Regions from separate parts of the Gossypium hirsutum genome. Here region 2 is linked to region 1. Evidence: chromatin contacts called from public Hi-C data. All regions are on one chromosome and are shown on one strand. The core of a region is the stretch at or near the end of the contact, and the rest is flanking DNA. Distances in the headings are between cores, read along the strand shown.

Region 1 (4,009 bases), core at 1,017-3,516:
GGTTCGAGAGTCGATTACGCACGAGGAAGGGTTAGCACCCTCGTGACGCCCAAAATTGGTACCGATTGATTATTGAATGTCCTACCATTGAAAATTTGAAAGGGGAGAAAAAAATTAAAATACGATTCCTTTAAAAATGTATGAACAATTCGAATTGGATTTTAAGATTCACTCGTTCCAAAGAAATAAAATACCACATCCAGCACGTTAGGACACGATATTTTAAACCTCCAAAACTGAGATCACCTCACGCAATGAAATCTTAAAAGGGTATTCCATTATTTGGCCAAACGAAAAATCGAAACCCATTAGGGCACGATTTCTTAAATTTCCAAACATAGAACATTGCCTTGTTTTGAAGTTTAGAAAACACAAACGAAATTTTAAAGGGATCTTCGATTATTTGAACAAACAGAAAATCGAAACTCAGCACGTTAGGGCACGATTTCTCGAATTTCCAAAACATCTAACATCGTCTTTGTTTTGAAAAATTTTCCACTAGACAATTATAAAAACCAAATCGAAATACACTTGTTTTGGTTTGTTTAAGGGTAAAAACAATAATATGACATGAATAAATAATGAAAAAAAAAACACAAAGGAACAAATTAGGGCACATGCAATGGCGACATACCATATATTATAAAAATGCTAATATACATTTGAAGGCTAATGAATTAAAAATAAATTTAAAGAAATTCCAAGCAAATTAACACAGACAACATATGGCAAATTTTAAAATAAAATAGATGATTTAGAAGAAATGCAATTTGGAATCATCAATATGCCAGCAAACAAATATATATAAAAATCTTAAAGTAACATACATGAAAATTAGAAATAAATCAAAATAATAAAAATAAAAATAATATATGAAATAATAATATATAGATGAAATTTCAAAATACATAATGTATATAAAAAAAGTAAGTAATATATAACATAGTATTTGTCAATTTAAATAAATAATATACTTGAAATGAACATTTTATATATATAAAAAACAAAGGTATTTGTATATAAAAATATTTAAAATAAATAAAATATACAATTTAAAATAGGGTTCTTAGAAGAAATATATATACACAAAATAATATAAAATCAATAATATATACAAAAAAACATAATGTACAACACTTCAAAAATGATGATATAAGAAATATTTACATATATATAAGTGTAAAAAAATAACAAAACAATATAGATGATATACCAAACAATATATATATATATGTGAATAAATAATATATATATATATATGTGTGAATAAATAATATATACATAAAAGAAATTAAACAGAAAAATAGTTGAAATGAATAGTATATAGAAAGATTTAAAATAAATAATAATAAAACAGAAAAGTAATAAACAAAGAAATCAAAACAGGGACAAATTTGAGATTAAAATAGAATCTGAGATCTAAAAACTAAACATCACATTAACAAGAGGATCCGAATTGAATGCACGTGAGAAAGAGAGGGACTAACTGGAAATTATCCCCAAGCCCTCAAAAACGTTGCACCTAGGTGCAGGCTAAATTGCAACAACACAGAAATTTCAGGGATTATTTTTAAAAAAACAAATAATATGCAAATAGAGCCAGTCGAAAGCTAGTGCGAAAGTGGGGGACCAATTGCGCAAATCCCCCATTCATGGCCAAAACACATGGTCAAGCTCTTCCCCCCCCCCAAAACACTGTTTCATTTTTCACTTGAAACTAAACCTGCTTAAAAACCCTTTGTTTTTTGCTTTTAAAGAAAACTTTTGTTCTTTCTTTTAAAAGAAAACCCTTAATGCCTTGGAGTATCTCTCAACTCCTTCACCTTCCTCCCTTCTATAATAGCCCAAAATCCGACGACGAACGAAGCCCTCCCCACAGAGTGAGTACGACGGTGAGTCTCCCTCTTTTATATTGTTTACACACAGTAGATAAAAATCAAAGAAAAATAGAAATAAAATTGAAAGAAAAACGAGACCTTAAATCACCTTTGAAGTATATTTTGATTGCTTTCTATTGATTTTGTATGTATTTCGTGTACAATTTCCCTAAAAAAAACAAGAAAAAAAAAGATACCAACAAAATTTGAAGGCTTCATAGCCAAATAAAAATGGTTTCTTGCTGTTTTTTTGTTCAAATTGCAGGTGGAGAGGGGTAATGTGGGGAGTGGGTACGAACATGGAGCGGAGCACACGGGGGTCTTGCATGGAGGTGCTGGTGTTGCGTGTGTGGAAGCTGTCACGATGGCAGTATTGGCGCAAAGGACCCTTCCCCTAGGGTTTCCTGAAAACTGTTAAAGAGATGGGCTACCGGGCCTGCTTTGATTTTGGGTTAGGGGTCTATTTTATTGGGCTTGTTTAATGAAATTGGGCCGGTTTTATTTTGGGTTTATTTGTAAATGGACTCAATTGATGATCTATTTTAATTTTGGTTTTTTGTATGTGTAGCCCGGGTTAAAATTGGGTCTTATAGTCATGTTGGAATACTATTTCTTTTGAATCGATTGTTTATATGTTTAAATCAACTGTTACATAGCACTTCTAATTTTAACTTGGCCCCAAGATTAATATCTTGGCTCCGCCATTGCTCAAAGGTAATGAAGTTAACTTTTTAGAGTTTAATTCGGGTTTTAGAGTTGATTTCATGAAAGTTAATTGCTAATATTATTAATTTTGATTTTTTTATAACTTTGTTAATAGAATAAATTTAGTACTAATCGGGAATATGTTTAATTTTCCGTTTACTTTCTCAAATACAGTCCAATAGATGTGATTTAATTTCAGTTTTGGGTTTGATTTGATGAAAGTTAGTTATTAATATTATTAGCTAATTATGGATATTCATCAAATCAACTCTAAAATCGAAATTAAACACTAAAAAACTTACATTATTATTATCCAGTACCAAAATGTATAAATTTTGTTAAATACGTGTACCTCATTGAACCAAAAAATAACATAGGTACTACATTAGAAAAGAGTGTCAAACTCATGTACCGATTTATGCATTAAAGCCTTTTAGATTCCAGTTTTCTCAGACAATAAGCGATGTATGTATTTGAAAGGTCCCTCTATTATAGAGATATTAACAAATTAGTCTCTTTATTATTAAATAGATCTATTTATCCTCTATACGATTAAAAAGAATAAAATAAGGGCAAAATTGAAATAGAGTTAACATTTATTCTTTAAAAATATCATTTAATGTTTAATTGAATTAATATTTTTAAAGTTTTTATGGTTTTATAAATGAAATCTTTTGTTATTGAACTACAATTGAAACAAAATAATTTTCAAGACATTTTTATGCAAAAAATGTTAACTCTGTTACAATATGAACTTGTTTTTATTCTTTTTATTAGTGTAGGGACTAATTGATCTATTTATTAATAAAGATACTAATTTAGTTTAGTCACTATAATACATAAACCTCCTTAGTGCTTTAACTAATACTAAACACACCAAAAAGGGGGAGGGAGAGAGAGATGACGAAATTTGTGAGAGAAGAGGCATTTTTTTTTCATATATACAAGTTAGAAATTTATTTAACAATGTAGCAGTGTTTCTCATCTATTTAGCCAACCAGCTGAAGTTGGCACATTGAGGGACCGATTTCAATAAAATTTGTGACATGCAGGTGTGGACTTTGAAGTCAGTCCTCTCAAGGTGTCAACTTCTTTTTTTCATTTTAGTTACTTTAACTGGATCAAATATAACTTGCACAGAGAAAGTGGAAAAAAATATATCAAATAAAACGCTTTGGTATGCAAAGAATCTTTGCACACTTGCAGCAATGGCATGCCAAAAATAAAGCTTGCACATTTCTCTTTGCAATTCAAAAATCAGATCACTTGAAAGCTATTTGGAAACATCAAATGGATTAAATGAAATATTAATTAAAAATTTTACAAACTTATACATTGATAGTTTCATATGTCAATCAATTTACTCCCCAACACGCAAAACCTTTGAATTAAAAGGAAAAAATGTTCCCATTCTCCCAACTATAATA
Region 2 (4,009 bases), core at 646-3,145, 100 kb after region 1:
AAATATCACGTGGGCTTAACTAATTTATACCATCAAATTAGAATGAATAACATGATCTATCCTATCATAGACATGCTAGTCCAATCAAAGACATCCTCCACATGCTCCATAATGATAGCTAAATGGCAAGTTCGACACGTTAACGCCATCTTACACAAGACCTTTGCCTATAAATACTTCTAAGAACAATGAGGAAGGGAGCAACTTTTTGAGAAGACTAGGCCTACATTCTATCAACAACTCTCAGTCTGTACTACATTCTATCAACAACTCTTAGTCTGTACATTCTCTTCACCTCTGTTCTTCATAACCTTTGGCTCTCTGCCCCAACTAGGTGAACTGGCCTTTATAGCAACTGCCCTACTCTCATCTATACTCTTTCTTTGTTGTACATAATATCAACAATAATTATGCTTAAATCAATTAGTAGAATGTACAAATAGATTATAATTAAAATATATTTGAATCTAGTAGAAAATAAATCTAAGTAAATCCACAACTAATGAGATTTGAAACCAAAATAAAACCCACATACATAAATATGCATAATAAAACTCGAATATAAACACTCAAAGATATTTGGATATAGTATTAAGATACAATATAGACTTATAAATAATTTGTAAAAGAGATATTTGGAATTTGAATTCACTTCATATTCATATTATTTTTCATGTGGAATCTATTACAGATCCAAATTTTTACAATTAACAAATTATTTTATATAAACTTTTATCTCGTGGTTTTTGTGTCATGTTTATTTTATTTTTCATATCCTAATTCATTATATAATTTGTATAATGTATCGTAATAGTTTTCGTAACTCTAAATGGTTATGTGTAAAAATTGAATGCATTACATTTATATATTAATATAATTATAATGATTAAAAATCAAATTTCTTGAAATGTAGTAAGAAGAACAACCTGTTTAAGTCTGATTCTGAGAATTTTGAAGTTCATGAGATTGGGGTTGTGTCCCTATTAATCCTTTACAACAGTAGATCAAGAAAGATGGGTTATTTTTTAATCCCTAGCAATTTATTGTCCTAAAATTTTAAAATAATGACAGTTATTTCTTATATCAATTAAGCATTAAGTGATGGTGAATCACCATCAATGAACAAGAGAAATGATTGTATGAAATTGTGATTTTACGTCATTTTTATCTTTTTTTAAGGATAAATTGACAAATCAGATTTTTTCTCATGATTTTTAGTATTTTTAATTTGATTTGAATTTTATCAAGAATAAAAGGCTGAAAACCAGGAAGAAATATCTTATTTGTCATCCTTTCAATTTAGAGAATATAAATTTTTTAAGATTGAATTTTATTGTAATAATATTTTAAATTAATATTTATTATATATTTCAACAAAGTAAAATAATTTAAAATTTTAAATAATGATTAGAAATAGATAGAGATACACATGTGTAATTGATCATAGGATTTCATGAACATCACAGTGGACCCACAACCAACATTGATTGATATTTGATAGAGGTAGAAACCACCCCCACCGCCATCCCAAGAACCAAATCGAAAAAGAAAAAAATAAAAGATTGATTGTAGTAGCATCATAAGAAACATGGAAACTCTAAAAATTTGATTTGCAAGAAAAGAGGTGAGTTTTGCGACGAGTAAGCCGAAAGTGTGAATTAAGGTATGCTGCTTTTGGCAAAGGGGGTCTGTCCATACCAAGGTCGGTCGGTTACTACAAAATTAACAATTAAGGTGTAAACGTTGCATGCCAAACCGTTGACTTGTTACTGTTCTGTAATAAGTAAACAAGTAAGAACCTCCACTTGCCAGTTTACCAGTAACCTTCGCCAATAACCAACTTTTTTTATTTTTGTCCTTTTAAATCTCATCTCTCTCTCTCTCTCTCTCGTAAATTATCAGACCGAGTACATTTATTGTAATTCCAAACTTTATAAATGAGCCAGCTCTGTTTCTTCTATTGCAGAGTAGTATATATAAACTATATAACATTATATAATTCATTTCATCTTCTTATCTTTTCACAGTGGAAGAAAGAAGAATCGAGTTTTATATAAGCCTTGTTTGAGTAAAGCAAACATTACTCAAACAAGATAGAGTAAAGCCGTGATCTTTTCGACTCATCTCTCTCCTCTTCCAATCCTTTTGTGTGCATCTAATCCATTTCTTTGGTCCCTCTGTTTTCTTTGTTATTATTATTTTTTAAAAACACGAATCGATTTCCATGCTCAATCTAGTTCTCCTTGTTCTTTATCGAACAAAATTGTTGGTTATAAACTACTAAAATCTCTCACTGAAGAAAAATATTCAACAGAAACAGAAAGATTAAGAGTATCAAAATGGTGACTGGTTGGAGAAGAGCTTTTTGCACTTCCATTACCAGGAAACAGGACACCCCAGTTTTACCAGAAAAACAACAGCAGCAAAGCAATGGCACCAAAACTCCAAGATTTAGCTCAAAGTTTGGATTTTTCTCCAACCCATCGACTCCGAGGTTGCAATCTCAACCCGTTTCAAGCCCAAGTCTTCGTTGCCGAACCACTTCCAACCCAGTTTCTTCACTTCCTAATAGCCCCAAACTTCATTGCAAAACATCCCATCTCTCCAATCCTTCATCACCTAAATCCCCTTCCAGTTTCTCCCTCCTTAAGGCAACTCTTCGCCTCTCCAAAGTAAGCTTCTTCTTTTTCTTTCTTCCTCCCCCCCGACAGTTTTTTAGTCAAAATTTTAAGTAATTTTGTTATGTTATGACTTTTTTCAGGGTGGTCGATGTGGAATCTGTTTACAAAGCGTGAAAACGGGTCAAGGCACGGCGATTTTCACGGCGGAGTGTTCCCACTCCTTTCATTTCCCTTGCGTCGCCGCCCACATAAAAAAGCAACAATTACTGAACTGCCCCGTCTGTTCCACCTCCTGGAAGGAGCTCCCTTTACTCTCCCTTGAACAACAACCTAGTAAAACATCACTCGAGAACATCAACACGAAGTCGTTTCGGGTCTACAACGACGATGAGCCATTGGCCTCCCCGGTTTCTGTTTCTCAGTTTAATCCCATTCCGGAATCCGACGAAACCGAAAACGACGACGTTGAAGAGGAATTCCAAGGATTCTCTGTGACTCCTACGATTGCGAAAGAAATTGGAGTTCATCCAAGAAATGTAGAGGTTAGGTTGCTACAAGAGGCAGCGATGGTGGCAGTGGGGAGGAGCCATGAGAGTTATGTGGTGGTTATGAAAGTGCACGCTCCAACGGCGACGCGGAGAGTGAGGAGGGCTCCGTTTGACTTGGTTACGGTATTGGACGTTAGCGGGAGCGGGATGCGGTTGCAGATGGTGAAACGCGCGATGAGGTTAGTTATCTCTTTGCTTAACGAAACGGACCGTTTGTCGATCGTGGTCTTTTCGTCGAGTTCGAAGCGGTTGTTGCCGTTGAAAAGGATGAGTTCAAACGGACGGAGATCCGCTAGAAGGATTGTTGACGCGCTGGGAAGCAGCGGGCAAGGGATGAGTGTGAAGGACGCGCTTAAAAAGGCGGCCAAAGTGTTGGAAGATCGCAGAGAGAAAAACGCCGTTGCCAGCATCTTGATCTTATCCGACGGTCAGGATAAACAATGTGAAATGAATTCCACCAATCAGAACCTCCCAGTTGTTTCAACCACGCGCCTGGCACAATCAGAGATCCCCGTGCACTCCATAGGCTTCGGCACATGCAGTCAGGCTCCAAACGACGACGCTTTCTGTAAAATCGTGAATGGGCTTGTAAGCGTGGTGGTTCAGGATGTCAGACTCCAACTGGGATTCGTATCCGGGTCAGCGCCAGCAGAGATTTCGTCGGTCTATTCATTGACAACCCGACCGTCTTACATCGGGTCGAATTCGGTTCGGATCGGGGACTTGCACTCGGGCGAGGAGAAACAGTTACTGATGGAGCTGAAAGTACCTGTATCGTCCAGCGGGTCCCACAGGGTGATGTCCGTACGATCCTCTCACAAGGATCCATTTACCCATGAG

Evidence for each region. A called contact is a pair of places that touch in the nucleus more often than the background predicts.
Region 2: a Hi-C map of leaf shows a contact between it and region 1, with 2.4 times the contacts expected there. The contact joins the promoter of LOC107898726 here to the enhancer-like site in region 1. A contact is called at or near these places in 10 of 34 Hi-C or Micro-C datasets (anther, hypocotyl, leaf and 1 more).

What each region holds. Positions count from the first base shown.
Region 1 is chrA11:58,491,620-58,495,628 of Gossypium_hirsutum_v2.1, forward strand. No RefSeq gene overlaps it. Among protein-coding and RNA genes, the nearest start is that of LOC107898726, 100 kb to the right of the region's middle. Within about 2 kb of position 2,267, at least 6 of the 9 cell types and tissues checked have an H3K27ac peak or open chromatin away from gene starts, as enhancers often do. A contact at or near this core is called in leaf, where this site is marked.
Region 2 is chrA11:58,591,989-58,595,997 of Gossypium_hirsutum_v2.1, forward strand. It overlaps LOC107898726 (probable E3 ubiquitin-protein ligase EDA40), which reads left to right and starts at 1,896. Exons shown (of 2, transcript XM_041081500.1): 1 at 1,896-2,672; 2 at 2,762-4,009. The coding sequence starts at 2,340.